2 separate regions of the Mus musculus genome follow, and region 2 is linked to region 1. Evidence: chromatin contacts called from public Hi-C data. All regions are on one chromosome and are shown on one strand. The core of a region is the stretch at or near the end of the contact, and the rest is flanking DNA. Distances in the headings are between cores, read along the strand shown. Region 1 has its middle 24 kb from the start of Zfp710. Region 2 overlaps Sema4b (sema domain, immunoglobulin domain (Ig), transmembrane domain (TM) and short cytoplasmic domain, (semaphorin) 4B).

Evidence for each region. A called contact is a pair of places that touch in the nucleus more often than the background predicts.
Region 2: a contact with region 1 is called in a Hi-C map of cerebellum, with 2.2 times the contacts expected there. The contact joins two enhancer-like sites. A contact is called at or near these places in 4 of 39 promoter capture datasets (liver, pre-B cells and stem cell-derived epiblast-like cells), 1 of 15 datasets of contacts at CTCF or cohesin (large pre-B cells), 17 of 484 Hi-C or Micro-C datasets (the AML12 cell line, the Ba/F3 cell line, the G1E-ER4 cell line and 12 more) and 4 of 115 datasets of contacts at active chromatin or transcription factors (bone marrow-derived macrophages, embryonic stem cells and large pre-B cells).

Annotation. Positions count from the first base shown.
Region 1 is chr7:79,998,762-80,006,348 of GRCm38.p6, reverse strand. No RefSeq gene overlaps it. Among named protein-coding and RNA genes, the nearest start is that of Zfp710, 24 kb to the left of the region's middle. Within about 2 kb of position 3,793, at least 5 of the 459 cell types and tissues checked have an H3K27ac peak or open chromatin away from gene starts, as enhancers often do. A contact at or near this core is called in cerebellum, where this site is marked.
Region 2 is chr7:80,211,720-80,219,306 of GRCm38.p6, reverse strand. It overlaps Sema4b (sema domain, immunoglobulin domain (Ig), transmembrane domain (TM) and short cytoplasmic domain, (semaphorin) 4B), which reads right to left. Exons shown (of 14, transcript NM_001360135.2): 2 at 6,348-6,511; 3 at 5,982-6,044; 4 at 3,585-3,683; 5 at 2,867-2,978; 6 at 2,464-2,577; 7 at 2,208-2,359; 8 at 243-424; 9 at 1-121. Among named protein-coding and RNA genes, the nearest start is that of Sema4b, 17 kb to the right of the region's middle. Within about 2 kb of position 3,751, at least 112 of the 459 cell types and tissues checked have an H3K27ac peak or open chromatin away from gene starts, as enhancers often do. A contact at or near this core is called in cerebellum, where this site is marked.

The sequences.
Region 1 (7,587 bases), core at 2,544-5,043:
ATATATATCATGTAATATATAATATATGAATTTAAAAAAAAGACAGGTTACTCAAGAGAAAATTCTAGAAAATGTCTCACGCCAGGTCATTTAGACCATCCCCAGAACATGCAGAGGCTGGCAGATCTCTGTGAGATCGAGGTCCAGCCTGGTCTACAAATCAAATTCCAGGACAGTCAGGACCATTACATTTAAAAAACCTAGCTCAATACCTCCCACCCCAGCCCCCAATAAAAAAAATAAAACAAAATGAAGAGAAGTTTGCGTGAACACAAGGTCAGGAGAAGCTGTAGCTGTTTGCTGTCCTTCCCCCATCTCATCTGGGCGGTAGCACCCACCATACCTGAGAAATTCTCCCAGACCAGAGGGGAGAGGCAAGGGGGCAGTGGCAGAGGGAGTCCCCTGCCCACATCCTTCTAAGTAGAGAAGCCGCCAGGGCTGTGGCTGTTCCTCCTGTAGCCTGTCCCTCACTTCCCTGGCCTTCCTGTAACAGGGGTGCACTGGGGAACCGCAGGCAAAACTCGGAGTTCACTGTCCAGCACCCCCAGACAGGTGTCACCTCCAGGAAAAGATTGACCTTGTGGCCTCCTTGATATCCAGAAGGCATGAAGGGAAGATGAGCCTTGGGATTTACTTACTTAGGTATTCATTCATTCATTCATTCATTCATTCATCTTGTGTCTGTCAAACTGGCCTTAAACTACTGACCATCAGCTTCTGGAGTGCTGGGATCACAGGTGTGCACCACAAAGCCTGGCTGACAAATGGGGTTTTAAGAAATGTGCGTGCGTGTGTGTGTGTGTGTGTGTGTGTGTGTGTGTGTGTGTGTGTGTGAAGTACCAAAGGGTGTGTGAGGAAAACCTGGAGTTGATTTTCTCTTTCCACCACGTGAGTTCCAGAGCATTTAAACGATGTTGTCAGGCTTGGCAGCAAACACCTTTACCTGCCGAGCCGCCCGCCGAGCCACCGAGCCAGCCTGACAGGTCGGCTTGCAGTGGGTGGAAGCCCTGGAGACTGGCACCTTCTCTTAGGCTGCACAGATCCCTACTGTTTGCTCACACAGAGCAAACCGACCGCAGAAGGAGGCTCAGCTCTCCATTTCCAGTCAACCAGGATTTAAACCCCAGATCCATGGGAATCGTGGAACCTCTTGAAGTCTGTTTCTCTTTCTAAAGGTCTGTTAAGAGCAGGATCCCTCGAGAGCTGCTATATTTAAGGCTTAGGTACCACACAGGTCTTGCTACTGGAGGAGAACTGCCATTCTCCAGCGTCTGCCTCAGCAGTGGCTAAGGACTCATGAGATTTGAATTGTGTGGCTCGTGGCTGCCGGCCCACCTCACCTGGATACTCTCCTGATGAATCGCTTGTGTAAAACAGTTCCCAGCCCCTGCCAGCTTCTGCGCCAAGCCTGCCTCACACTGGCCTTCATTCAATAGTCCCAGTGACCATGCGGAACCACCTGAAAGCCTGCCCCCCCCCCCCCCCCCCCCGTCTCCATGCTCTTTAGCATCCAGGACTAATTCTTGTTTCCCCTTTGAAGCTGTAGCCCGAGTAAGACCCCCTCTGCTTCTCAGCCAGGGCCAGCCCCCGTCTCCTTCCTCCCTTTAACAGACTGGAACTATTTTAAGTACGGGCTCAGAAGTCAGACTATCCATCCATCTCTCTTTTCTTTACTTATTTTTGGTGGTTTCAAGCAGTCCAGGCTGGCCTTGAACTTCTGATCTTTCTGCCTTCAGCCCCCAAGTGCTGGGATGACACTTGTGTGCCACCCTGACCTGTTTCTGTGGTAGTGGAAACTGTACATGCTAGGCAAATGTCCTACCAACTAAGCCACTACCCCAGCCCTAGACTCAAGCTTTTGAAAATATTCTCGGGGCTGGTGAGATGGCTCAGTGGGTAAGAGCACCCGACTGCTCTTCCAGAGGTCCGGAGTTCAAATCCCAGCAACCACATGGTGGCTCACAACCATCTGTAAGGAGATCTGACTCCCTCTTCTGGAGTGTCTGAAGACAGCTACAGTGTACTTACATGTAATAAATAAATAAATCTTTAAAAAAAAAAAAAAAAAGAAAATATTCTCTCTGGGTTCAGTGTCTGCTATGGAAACACGAGGTTCAGCTTCAGATCCCCAGCACCCCGTGTTAGTGCTGGCTGGACAAGGTGGTGCTGGCCCATCCCTTTAGGACTGGGGTAGGGGTGGAGATAAATATCAAGAGTTACTTAAACCTGTTAGCTCTGGCATCAGCAAGAGACTCTGTTTAAAAAAAAAGGTGGAGAGCGATAGGAGAAGATACCCTAAGTCAGTCTATAGCCTACACAGGAGCACATGCAGCTGAGAGTGTGTGCACACACAGACACACACACAGAGACACACACACACACACAAACATCCTCTCACACCAGTGGTGTTTTGACTAAATGTAAGTGTAAATAACTTCTTTCTAGATCAAAGCTCACCCCCACTTTCTGTTTTCTTTTTTTTTTTTATTTCATTCTTTTAAAGATTTATTTATTTCATGTATGTGAGTATACTGTTGCTGTTACTGTCTTCAGACACACACCAAAAGAGGGAATTGGATCCCATTACTGATGGTTGTGAGCCGCCATATGGTTCCTGGGAATTAAACTCGGGACCTCTCTGGAAGAGCAGTCAATGTTCTTTTTTTTGTTTTGTTTTTCGAGACAGGGTTTCTCTGTATAGCCCTGGCTGTCCTGGAACTCACTTTGTAGACCAGGCTAGCCTTGAACTCAGAAATCCACCTGCCTCTGCCTCCCGAGTGCTGGGATTAAAGGCATGTGCCACCACGCCCGGCTGCAGTCAATGTTCTTAATCACGGAGCCATCTCTCCAGCCCCTCTTTTTGTTTGTTTGTTGGTTGGTTGGTTGGTTTATTTATATTTTATGTGCATTGGTGTTTTGCCTGCTTGTATGTCTAGGGGAGGGTGTCAGATCTTGGAGTTACAGATCGCTGTGAGCTGCTTTGGGAGTGCTGGGAATTGAACTCGGTCTTCCTGGAGAGCAGTCAGTGTTCTTAACCACTGAGCTCTCTCTCCAGCCCCTCTTTTTCTTTTTTAAAACACTGCGAATCTAGATAGGGCCTTGAATATGATAAGCGAGTGACCTACTATTAAACTAATACCCCTATTATCACCCCCCTTTGATTGGGTTTTGATTTGGGGGGGTCTTTTTTGGCAGGGGAGGGGTGGTGTTCAAGACAAGGTTTCTCTGTGTAGTCCTGGAACTCTCTTTGAAGACCAGGCTGACCTTGAACTCACAGAGATCTGTCTGGTCTACCTCCCAAGTGCTGAGATTAAAGCTGTGCACCCTCACTGCCCAGGTGGACATCTTTTACATCAGGAGGGCATTACAGCTTCCTCAGGGAGACAACGGGCCATTCCCCTGAAAAAAACAACACTTTCCATCTGGCCAATTCATGATCCACAAAGCTCTCCTGGACCTCTGCCCCTCTCCTGCCACCTAGGAATCCACTTTTAGCTCAGGAGCTGTGGGACAGCCTCCTACCCTCCTCTCCCTTCCAGGGATGGCATTTGTGAGTCACGATGACAGGAGTCACGGTGAGGTGGCAAAGAGTCACCATCTCCTTTGTGCATCTGTGAAGAGAAGACATGAGGAAGGAACGCTCTAGATTCATCTCTACCAAGAGAAAGGGAAACCACAACATAGGAAGGAAAATTCTACATAATGGAGAGGCCTGCTGTCAAACTCTGAGGCCTTGGAAATGCTCCGAAGCCCCCTCCAGGTCCCCACCGGAGCCTCCATCTGCCAGCCCGTGCTCGTTAATTAAGCTTGCTTTCTCTGGAGCACCAGCGTTCCAAACCAATACAGACAAGCTTGCCCACCCAGTGGCTTTGTGACGTGTCACCCGGCCTAGTACATTTTGATTTCTATTTTTCATTGCAAATATCTAGTATCTCTACTATATTGCAGATGAAATAATATTTCTTCAGACTAGCCTGCAATATTTACAATGAAAACCTGCCTCCTCTCTCCACCCCCACCACACTCAGGTAAACTGTATTGACTTCCAAATAGATTAACAAGTGAAATTTTTGAGTGTACCCTCTCTAGAACCTATTTGTCATTTTGCTTTTTTTAAAAAAAAGATTTATTCACTTTTATGAACATATGTCTGTGTGAGAGTGTCAGATTCCATGGAACTGGAGTTAACAGATAGTTGTGAGCTGCCATGTGGGTGCTGGGAATTGAACCTGTGACGTCTGGAAGAGTAGCCAGTGCTCTTAGCCATGGAGCCATCTCTGTAGCCCCTGGTCACTTTTCTTTTAATCCCATGTGGAGTCCTTCCTGTTACATGCCTTCCTCCAGCCTTCTTTGTCTCTCCTTGTTCCCCCATTCTCATCTTCAATCTCTCACACCCCACCCTGCATCCTTTCTGCTGCTGTGGGCATGTCTGATGTAGGAAGGCAGGTGAGAGAGAAACGAACCTACAGCCTCACGCTAGGCAAGCACTCTTCCACTGGCCTACAACCCCAGGCCTCTTTTCACTTTTTATTTTGAGATAGGGTTTGATAAGTTGACCAGACTAGCCTTGAACTCATTCTGTTCAGGCAGGCCTTTAACTTGTGATCCTCCTGCCTCAGCCTCTCAAGTAGCCAGAGTTCCAGAACTGTCTTCTCGGGCCTGGCTGATCCTGCTTCTTGTAAGGTATCTCACTACTGTCTGAGAACAAGTCCCTTCATTTGCCCCCCCTCCCCAAGCCTGTGACACTGGTGCCATAGGTACCCAGATTAAAAGAGCCACATTTTCTTTTCTTTTTGTCCCTCCCTCCCCTCCCCTCCCCTCCCCTCCCCTCTCCCCTCCCCTCCCCTCCCCTCCCCTCCCCTCCCCTCCCCTCCCCTCTTCTCCTTCTCCCTCCTCCTCCTCTTCCTTCCCCCTCTCTCTTTTGAGATAAGGTCTCATATAGCCCAGCCTGGCCTTAAACCCCACAGATGACCCTGAATGCCTGGTTCCCCACCTCCCAAGCGCTGGGACCACATGCATGTGCTTACATGTTTAGCTGACATCACATGTTCCTGGTTCATATTGAGCCACTTAGAGCCAGTGAAGCTCGCTTATTGGGAACACATGCTCTTTTTTCCTAAGAGGAGATAAAGCTTAATTATGAAATATCCCTCCAGGCTCATATGTTGAATACTTGGTCCCTAGCTTGTGGCGCTGTTTTAGGAGGTTCTGGAAACCTGAAAATGAGAACCCTACCCCAAAGGAAGTGAGCCGTCCCTTTGGCAGCAGGGGTGGGATGCGGATGGGGGTGGGGTTGGTGCTTTCCCCAAGCATCCATAGATAGAACCCTCTGAATCTATGAGCCCAAACAAGGCTCCTCCTTGGAGATGCTGTGTCAGGTGTTTGGGTCACTTGATGAAATAGAACTTAATACAGCAGCCATCTTGTTTTAAAAGAGAAGGCAGAACTGAGAAGGTAGAGACTTGGAGCTTCCTTGACCTCTTGATCAAGCTACACCTGAAGGTGGATCTGCTCCCGGGTTTTCCACTCTGTTAATCAGTATGTGTTCTTGCTTTAGCTAGTTTGGCTTGGGTTTTCTGTTGCTTGCAATCTCAAGATCTTTCCCTGGTTTTCCCTCTCTAGCATCCACATGCTCCTACCTGAGGGAGCCCCACGGCCAATTTGTGGGTCCCCGTGTTGACTTTATGCTCTGTCTCCTCTTCCTCTTTGGAAGATGAGTGCTTTGCATGCATCTCACTGAAGAGAAAGAAACTGTTTTGAAATAGTCTGAGCTCTAGTCTCCTCTGTGCCTCCAAATAGACGTGCCACATATGTTCCCGGGGTTCCAGCAGACACTCGAGAAGGAGCTGTCAACTGGCTTCCATCCTGAAACCCAGACAGTTCTGCAGGGAAGCAAAGACAGCCTCAGGCAGAAACACGGAGCCTAGGGAGCCAGGCCAAGCAGACCAGAACCCGTCCTGCCTCCCGAAACAGAAGTCAACCAGCTTCTTGAACAGTCAACCCAGCTGTCAAGGTAGGGAGGTGATCAAAGGTCTAGACCCAGGAGTCAGCTAGATCTGGGTATCATCTCCCTGATACTCCAGCTGTGTGCTGGGACAAGGTCCTACGTCTCTGGAGCCTCAGTTTTCTCCTCTGGCAAATGGGAGAGCAGGGCCCACTTCATAAAGTACTTTGTGGGGACTGAATGAAGGTCATACTGAGGGTTCCCATTGCTGTGATAAAACACCGTGAACAAAAGCAGCTTGGGGAAGAAAGAACTTGTTTTCGCTTATGGCCTGTAGTCCATCATCCAAGGAAGTCAGGGTAGGAACCTAGAGGCAGGAACTGAACCAGAGACCATGGAGGAGGGGGTGTAGTAAGCACTTTGGAATTTTGGTTTCTTTACAAAACACAGAAATATTATAAGAATATGTTTTCATTTTAATCCCAGGCGTGGGATACGGGGCTGCTTCAGATTGTCCACAGCAGCTGATTATGATTTACCTCGTGCTCTGGCAGGGGTGTGATTTTGCCAGCTGTGGATAGTTTTTGCGATTGTGTGAAGTCTGGGATTCTCGGGACTTTTCAGAGAATATATAAAAGCTAGGGCCCCAAGGATAGGTGAGTGTGTTGGTCATTTGTGTGTGTGACGGGGTGTTAGTTGGTTGTTGTGGGTCATGGTTGGTCATGGCTTGTTAAGTAGCCATGCGCAAGAAGAAACCACAACAGGAAGAAATTAGATATCCTGATGTCAAAGATCAACTTGCCTGGAGCGCCACACCCCTCATCAGCAGGAAGTAGTCTAAGGATAAAGTTGCCCCCTTTCTTTCCTTTTCTTTTTTCTTTTTTTTCGAGACAGGGTTTCTCTGTGTAGCTCTGGCTGTTCTGGAACTCATTCTGTAGACCAGGCTGGCCTCGAACTCAGAAATCCGCCTGCCTCTGCCTCCCTCCTTGCTGGGGTTAAAGGCATGCGCCACCACTGCCTGGCTAATTGACCCCTTTCTGACTCTGACTTTGTTCAGGGATCTCTTTCCTTTCCTTTCTCTTTTTCTCTTATCTAGTATTAGGGGGTTAGAAGGGTGGAAGAAAGAAGAACCCACAAAGCAGCCCAAGCCAGCTACAGAGGAGTTCTGCTCACAGGCTTGCTCTTTAGGGTTTGCCTGGTTTGCTTCCTTATAGCAGCCAACATCACCAGTCCAGGTTTGGTCACACAATTGCTCATAACCACCTCTAACTTTGGTTTCTGACAGCCTTTTCTGGTGTCCTCTGGCTCTGTGCACATAGGGTGCCCTTACATACTTGCAGGCAAAACATTTACATTTTTAAAAAGCTGTGGGGGTGGGGCACTTGCTTACTGCTAGCCTAGCTCCAGGTTCATTAAGAGAACCTGTCTCAAGGGAATAAATAAGGCAGGGAATAACAGTGCAGGACACCTGATGGCCTTCTCTGTCTCTGTACATATGCACAGGTGTAAGCAAGCCACTGCTCATGTGTACAAACACCAGACAGACAGACAGACACACATACACAGACACACACAGACACACACACACACACACACACACACACACTTGTAGTTTCAGTGAGAAAGGTTCTCAAAGGCTCATA
Region 2 (7,587 bases), core at 2,502-5,001, 210 kb before region 1:
GGTCTCGGTATACCACTGCTGTGTCTCTCTGTTTACTTTCTTGTACAGGCCGTCAAAGGCCTTCTGCACATCATTCATGGTGAAGACGCAGATGGCAGAGCCTTCTGTGGTCCCTCTGTGCCTGCAAAGGAAACAGCCAAATTAACTCTGTGCTCAGAGTTGAGAAGTGAGGCTCGAGATGCCATCAGCGGGCTCTAGCCACTCTTTACCCTCCTGTCCCCAGCTAAATCCTAGCATCTCACCACTGGGAGGTAAAGACCCCATAGAAAAGGGTCTTGCGCCAATCCTGAGGGTTGGGGTTCAGGGTGAAGACATCTTGTAGCACGTTAAAGGGAAAGCCATCATCAGGCCGGGAGCACAGGAGCTGAGCCTTGAGAAAGGAGGTCCAGCGTTGCTGCAACACCCGCTCTCCACCCTCATCGCCCTGTAGGAGAAGAGGGGACACGGGCTTAGTCACAAGCTGAGGGCCATTCTCGGAGGCACAGTGTCTCCTTGCCAGCCCTCCTCAGCAGTAGCTGAGTCACACAGGAATGAAGAATGAGAGAGAGCACCAGGACAGATGTGCACCTAAAATTGAGTATGTTTTCATCAGGAAAGTGTGTTCCCTACTGTGGACAACGAGCAAAGAAGGACCAGGGGAAACCATCCAAATAGGGAAGGGCCAGGAGAGCGCTCGATGGCCAGTGCTATCTGGCATGCTAGCATCACTGGCCATGTCAGAAACCTGAAGCTTGAGTTTACTCAGGAGGATGAGACAGGAGGATTGCTCAAGTCTAAGAGTTTGCAGTCAGCCAGGGAGGGAGTGAAGTAGGGCTTCAACACAATGAACACATAAATGAATAAATAATAGGAAAAGGTGTCCATGATTGACGGATTACTGAGCAAACAGGGAGAAATAGCACAACTCAGGTCTCAGGTTTGTAACTGAGTTAATACAAATACATTAGTTTGAACAGATCAGCAAAGAACACTTTAACAATGGCTTCTTCTTGTGATAGCAGGGGCCCTAAGAGCTTTACACGGCAGAATTTAATTCATGCAACAGCTAGTGATGTTATCACTGCCATTTAACAGCTAAGTTGGAACCTGGAAGTTCAAACTTGAGAATCTGGGCTCTTACACAGTGATGCCGTTGGCTGTTCACTCTAGGTCACTTCTTTGTACACTTTCCTGGGTTTCCAGTTTAAGAGAAAGCCAAGGACTTCTTTTCCAAGTAGCTTATAATTCTTATGTTTATAACCCTGGGCTTGATCCCCAGCAATATATAAACTAAGTGGGATAGCACACCAAAAGTTCAAGGTTAGCCTGAGTGACACAGGATGTTTGAAGGCAGCTGAACTCAAGACCCTAAGAGAGGAATACCTATTTAAAATTTTAAGATAGAATCTGTGGGCTGAGGCAGGTGGATCTCTGAATCTGAGGCCAGCCTGGTCTACAGAGAAAGTTCCAGGACAGCCAGGATTACAAAGAAAAACCCTGTCTTGGAAAAGAAACAAACAAAAAGACAGGACCAAAAGGAAAAAATGAAAAAAAAAAAAAAAGACAGGACCTTGCTAAGTTATCCAGGATGGCCTTAAACTTGAGACCTCCACTCCCCGGCTCCCTGAGTGTCAGGATTTGGAGTATGCGCCTTCACACCTACCTTCAATGTGAGATTTTCTCAATTAAAAGAAGAGAGGACAACCAGGAGTGTTGGTACCCTCCTTTAATCCCAGCACTTGGGAAGCAGAGGCAAACGGATCTTTGTGAGTTTGAGGCCAGCCTGGTCTATAGAGTGAGTCCCATGATGGCCAAAACTATATAGTGAAACTTTGTCTCAAAAACAAAAACAAAAACAAAAGAAGCCAGGCAGTGCTGGTGCACACCTTTACTCCTAGCACTCAGGAGGCAGAGGCGGCAGATCTCTGAGCTTGAGGCCAGCCTGGTCTACAGAGTAAGTTCCAGGACAGCCGGGGCTACACAGAGAAACTCTGTCTTGAAAAACCAAACAAAAACAAAAAACAAAAGAGGACAGCAGTGTAGCATGGAGACGCCAGCTCAGCCCCGGGACACACTGTCCAGAGCCCAGACACTCCAGATTCAAGGCAAGGATGAGAAGGAAGAGGAGCCACAGACTGGTTTTGGGCTGCAACTCCCTGGGGACTGGTTCTGGAAGGTGACAGATGTGGGTGCACCTTGGGTGGATGACCCTGCGCCCTCCCACTCACCTTACAGACTCGGGCAACTCGGGACACGATGGTGTTCTCAAAGAACTCAAACTCCTGGCCCGTCTCGCTGAAGAAGAAGTAGATCTTATCATCATCACCTATGGGGCTGCCCAGGCTCTCGGGGACGTAGGCCGAGGCCACAAAGGCAGGGTCTGCAGAGGCCAGGGGAGGAGACACAGTCAGGCCAGGAACCTCGGGGACAGCATCCCCTCCCAAGGGTTAGGCAACTGCTCAGTGGGCCAAGGCAGAACTCCACCTTGTAGCCAGTTGAGGGAGCTCTCAGTCTTGGTGGGGCGGGAACTCTGGCTCCGGGAAATGGCTGGGTCGTTTCCCTGGAAGCTACTGACTGTTCCAGTGTACAGCTCACCATCTGCCAAGAGAATGTTCCCATGGGAATGGCTCCTTTGGCCCAGTCCCTGTGCCCTGCTCAGGGCCCAGAGTGACCGCAGCGCCATCCATCCTGCCTAGACGGAAGCAGGGACTTGGAAGAGGGCAGCCCAGGGTCACTCGATACCCTCTGGGAACCAGCACAGCATGGGGACACCACCTTACCTCTGGGACCCACACTGCCCAGAGCCCAGACACACCCCAGATTCGGTCCTCCTGCCCTGGGTATCTTCCACGGAGCACAAAAGCACCCAGCCTGTGACACCACTTACCAACCACCAGAGCCGTGGACTTGAAGTTGGGGTCAAAGGGACAACGACCCTTGCCATCCTCCAGAATGACATTGCCGGCCTCATCTTGGGCTAAAGTAAAGCTCGCTATGTGCTGTGGAGGAGTAGACAAGTAGCTCAGGACCAAGACACGGAACAAGGAAGTGCACAGGTTCTAAAGTACGTCTCCTTACCCCAGGGTCTACGCGAAGGAGTGTGTGCAGTGGGCACTATTCCCCAGCGAACAGGGAAGAGATGTAGCGTGGAAAATAGTCCTGGAGCCAGGGAGAGCAATGCAATGCAAACCCAGAAATTTCTGACTCCAAGCCCCGTGTTCCGCAACAGCATTAATGCCACCCTCTGCTAGAGCATGTTAGGGGATGGGGTAGGAACACAGGGCGGGCATACGCTGAAGGGTGCACAAGATGACCTGGGGCACCAAGCACAGCAAGGGAAAGAAACCAGTGGGCAGCAAATTGGAAGTCAGTCAGGCTCTCTAGGCAAGGTGGCTGCATGCACCCCTCCCTGCCCCGGCAGGGAGACCTAGTAGGACCTGGGAAGCAGCCAGGATGATGGGCTCACGGGTCTCAAGGGCCTACTGCTACCTAGAAGCCTGCCCCCAGGGTCCTCCTTCACCAGGAATCAGGGCTAGGGAAGAGTTCCTCTGGCAGAAAGGCTGTGCCCCAGGCAGCCAAGCCCCAGGGTAGAGGAGGGAACTTACAATGTAAGCACACAGGGGGCTGAAGGCGGCCGTGCCACAGGTGAGCAGGTGGCTGCTGTTGAGTGGCAGGAGGATCTTGATGTAGTTTTGACAGTCACGCTGTGGGGAAGGAGAGTATGTCAGGTCCACATATGCCACTAGGGGGCAGGGCTGAGGCCTCCTCCCCAGACCTAAGGCAGAACAAAAGAAACCTGGAGCTCTGGGCCGGGAGCTGGCTGGCAGAGCTTAAGCAGGGTCTGCACTGGGGCTCAGTTAGCTTCCAGATTGGCTAATACTCCTTCTCTGAGGTGAAAGGCACCCTAGAGGGGGTAATCCCACCTTTCAGAGTGTCTTAATCCTCTTGAGAGTCTTCTCTAACCCAGGGGGGAGACAGGCGGTAAAGCAGGAGGAATTGCTCAGCCCTGAACTCCTGGCACAAACTCCACCTCTACAAGGTGTCTGATAGGAACTGCCAAATTGGTGCCACCAACACCCCAAGACCCACTGAAGTTTTTCCATCTTTCCAGTGGCAGGCCGTGGCCTGGCTGTCTCTCAAATGCCACACCTTCCTGGATGCTAAACCTTCAATGAACAAAAACCCAGAATCTGATCATTTCTCACCCCTTTTTGGATGGTGCCCTGACTAAGGCACTGTCACTGCCTGAGCCACAATGGTCTCCCTTGTGTTCAATTCCAGAGAGGACACTTATCATCAACACAACGGGGCCCATTTGTTTATTTTTATTTATGACAGTCTCACCACACAGCCCAGGCTCACCTGGAATGAATAATCCTCTGCCTTACAAGTACTAGAATTACAAGGAGACACAAGCATGCCTGGCTCAAGGACAGCCTTTTAGAACACAGGCAAGACAGGCCTGGTGGCACGTCTCTATTTCCAGCTACTCGGGGGGGGGCTGAATGAAGAGGATCCCAAGTTCCAGTCCAGTCTGGGTGAAAAGGCCAGTCTAGGTGACAGAGAGAACCTGCCTCAGAAGCAGAGGGTCAGGGATGTGGCTCAGTGGTTTAGCACTTGTCTAACTCGTGAGACCCTGGGATTAATCGGAAGTTCCACAAAACAGTACAAAACCACACGGCCATGCCGCTTCTCTGCTAAGCTTTCTACTGGTTTCCAAAACGATTCATTCACTCAGAGTGAAACCCAAAGTCCTGCTTAGTGTCTGGGTATGTCACGGTCCAGTTCCTTACCTTCCTCTAAATAGTCTTTGCACTATATAAATGTCTGTCTGTCTGTCTTTTTTGGTCTTTTAAAGACAGTGTTTTTCTGTGTAGTTTTTGCTGTCCTGGAATTCACTCCGTACACCAGGCTGGCCTTGAACTCACAGAGAACCTGCCTCTGCCTCTAGAGCACTGAGATTAAAGGTGTGTGGCACCACCACCCAGCTGCTTTCATTCTTGTTTATTTTATGTGTATGAGTGTTTTGCCTGCATTGATGTGTGCACCTCTTTTGTGCCAGGTGCCCATGGAGGCCAGAGAGGGTATCGGGTCCCTGGGGACTGGAGCTACAGAAGGTCATGATCTGCCATGTGGGTACTGGGAAACAGGCTGATCCTCTAGAAGAGCAGCCCATATTCATACCTGCTGAACCATCTCTCCAGCCCTGGTATTGTCTGTCTGTCTGTCTGTCTGTCTTTCTTTCTTTCTCTTTTTTTTTTTCATGACCACCTTATAAACTGATTTTTCATTGGTTTTTCTTTCATTTTTTAGCTTTTTGAAATGATGTCATGGAGTCCAGTCCATCAATCTTCTATGTAGTCCAGGGTGGCCCCGAACTCCTAACCCTCCTGCCCACGTTCTGGGATTACAGCATGGTTTTACTTTTTCATAATGTCTCTAGTAGCTAACAGCAAGGACCAAGTGCTGAAGAGGGGCTGAGGCGCGTCTCACGGCCAGAGCACTTGTCTAGCTTGCCAGAGGCACCGTGTTCACCCCACACTGCCAACAAGTACTTGCTGACTGTTCCAGATTAAAGCGTGTATGGATGGGGAGGCCTCTGAGAATGGCAGCAAGTCCTACAAGAGAACTCTGGACTGGGCTGGATACCATCTAATGTCTTGGCTGAAATCAAACTAGAATCTGCCAGACTTATCTGTCCACTAGAGACCCTTTACAGACACTGTCACCACCTCACCAGGTTCATGTTGGTGCTAACGCTAATGGGACAGGAGCCCTGGATGCACTGGTTTATCCAGGGATATAGGCATACTATTCCCATCTTACAGGTGAGAAAACCAAGGGGTGACCAGATGAATCTATTTATCCAGGATCACATAGAGGACAGGGCTGGGGCTGGGGCTGGGGCTGGGGCTGAAGCCCAGTGCTGGCGATGTCCAGACTGTGTCCTTCCCATAACAGCCATATCTGCTCAGTGTTCTGCCCAGATCCCTCAGTCTCACCTTTGGGTCCTTGCCCTTGAAGCTGCACTGCTGCTTCCTGTCAGCATCTGCACTCCACAGCAGCTGTGGAAGGAGGAGGGAAATAGGTGTGCAAGGGCACAGAGGGTGTACAGAGCCACACTCCTGTCCTGTCCCGTCCAGAGCATCCTGACCAGCAGGCCAGCTTCCCAAACACACACACACACACACATACACACACACACACACATACACAGACTCACACATACCTCTCCTTGACACACACTAACACACACACACACACACACACACCTCTCCCTGACATACACACCACACACACCACAGACACACACACAGACACACACACACACAAACACACACCCCTAGCCATCCTCAGATGTCTCTCACCTCTTGGTACTCCCCGCCTGGCAAGAAGCTGAGGTTGCTGTTAAGTGCAAAGAGGGCCTCTCGGGCCCCCACATACAGCGTCTTGCCATCCTGGCTCAGCAGAAGGGCCGTGTAGTTGGAGATGTTTTCAGCTTCAAATTTTCTAATCAGCCTTTCTTCAGAGCCTGGGGAGAGAAGTCAGCATGCTTGAGAATGGCCTTTTCCATTCGTTTTAGGATAACTGCATCTAGTCTAAGGGAGATCTGCAGGACAGTTAGTGGCATGAACCTGGGGCAATAGGTTGGTTATTAAAAAGAGCATCACTCCTGACACTCAGACATAAAAAAGAAACGCACTGAAGTTCATGGAAAAGGAAATTAATTACAGCTCCATTCACAGGAGTGAAAAAGTAGAAACTGGGCTGGAGAGATGGCTCAGTGGTTAAGAGCACTGACTACTCTTCCAGAGGTCCTGAGTTCAATTCCCAGCAGCCACATGGTGGCTCACAACCATCTGTAATGGGATCTGATGCCCTCTTCTGGTGTGTCTGAAGACAGCTACAGTTTGCTCATATACATAATAAAAATAAATAAATCTTAAAAAAAAATTCTATACCTGAGAGCCCACGGTGGGGGAGAGCAGACTATGAGTCCATTCAATGGGATATAACCCAGCGTGCAGAAACAACATAGATTAGAAACTCCAGAAAATAGCAGATATAGTTGTATAAGAGATATATAGTCTTGCTATGTGTGATGGTACACGCCTGCAATCCCAGCACATGGAAGGATGAGGCAGAGGAATTAGAAGTTTCAGCCCAATCTGGGATTACTTAAGTGAGACACAGTTTTAAGAGGTAGAGAAAGGGCCAAAAAATATGAAGCAAATTAAAATGTAAAGTCATGGGTAACAATTACAAAAGGACAGGCAGGTAGCCCAGTGGGTAAAGGTGTTGGCCACCAAGCCTGACCACCTGAGTTCAATACCCAGGATCCGCATGGTAGAAGAGAGTGATTCCCACAAGCTGTCACCCTACCCCTCGTGAGTGTTATGGCAGTATGCATGCACACATACAAACAGCTGTAGTGAAGAGAAGAAAGGCTGACACATTTAACATCCTCCTTCGCCCAGCATCTGATCCAAAGAAAAGGCATGCAAAGGCGGCCCTCTCCCTCCCCTGATCCTGCCTCCAGCCAGAGCCCCCAGCTCTCAGGGAGACAGTGTCACTAAACATTGGCCTGGTCCTCAATACCTGACTGTG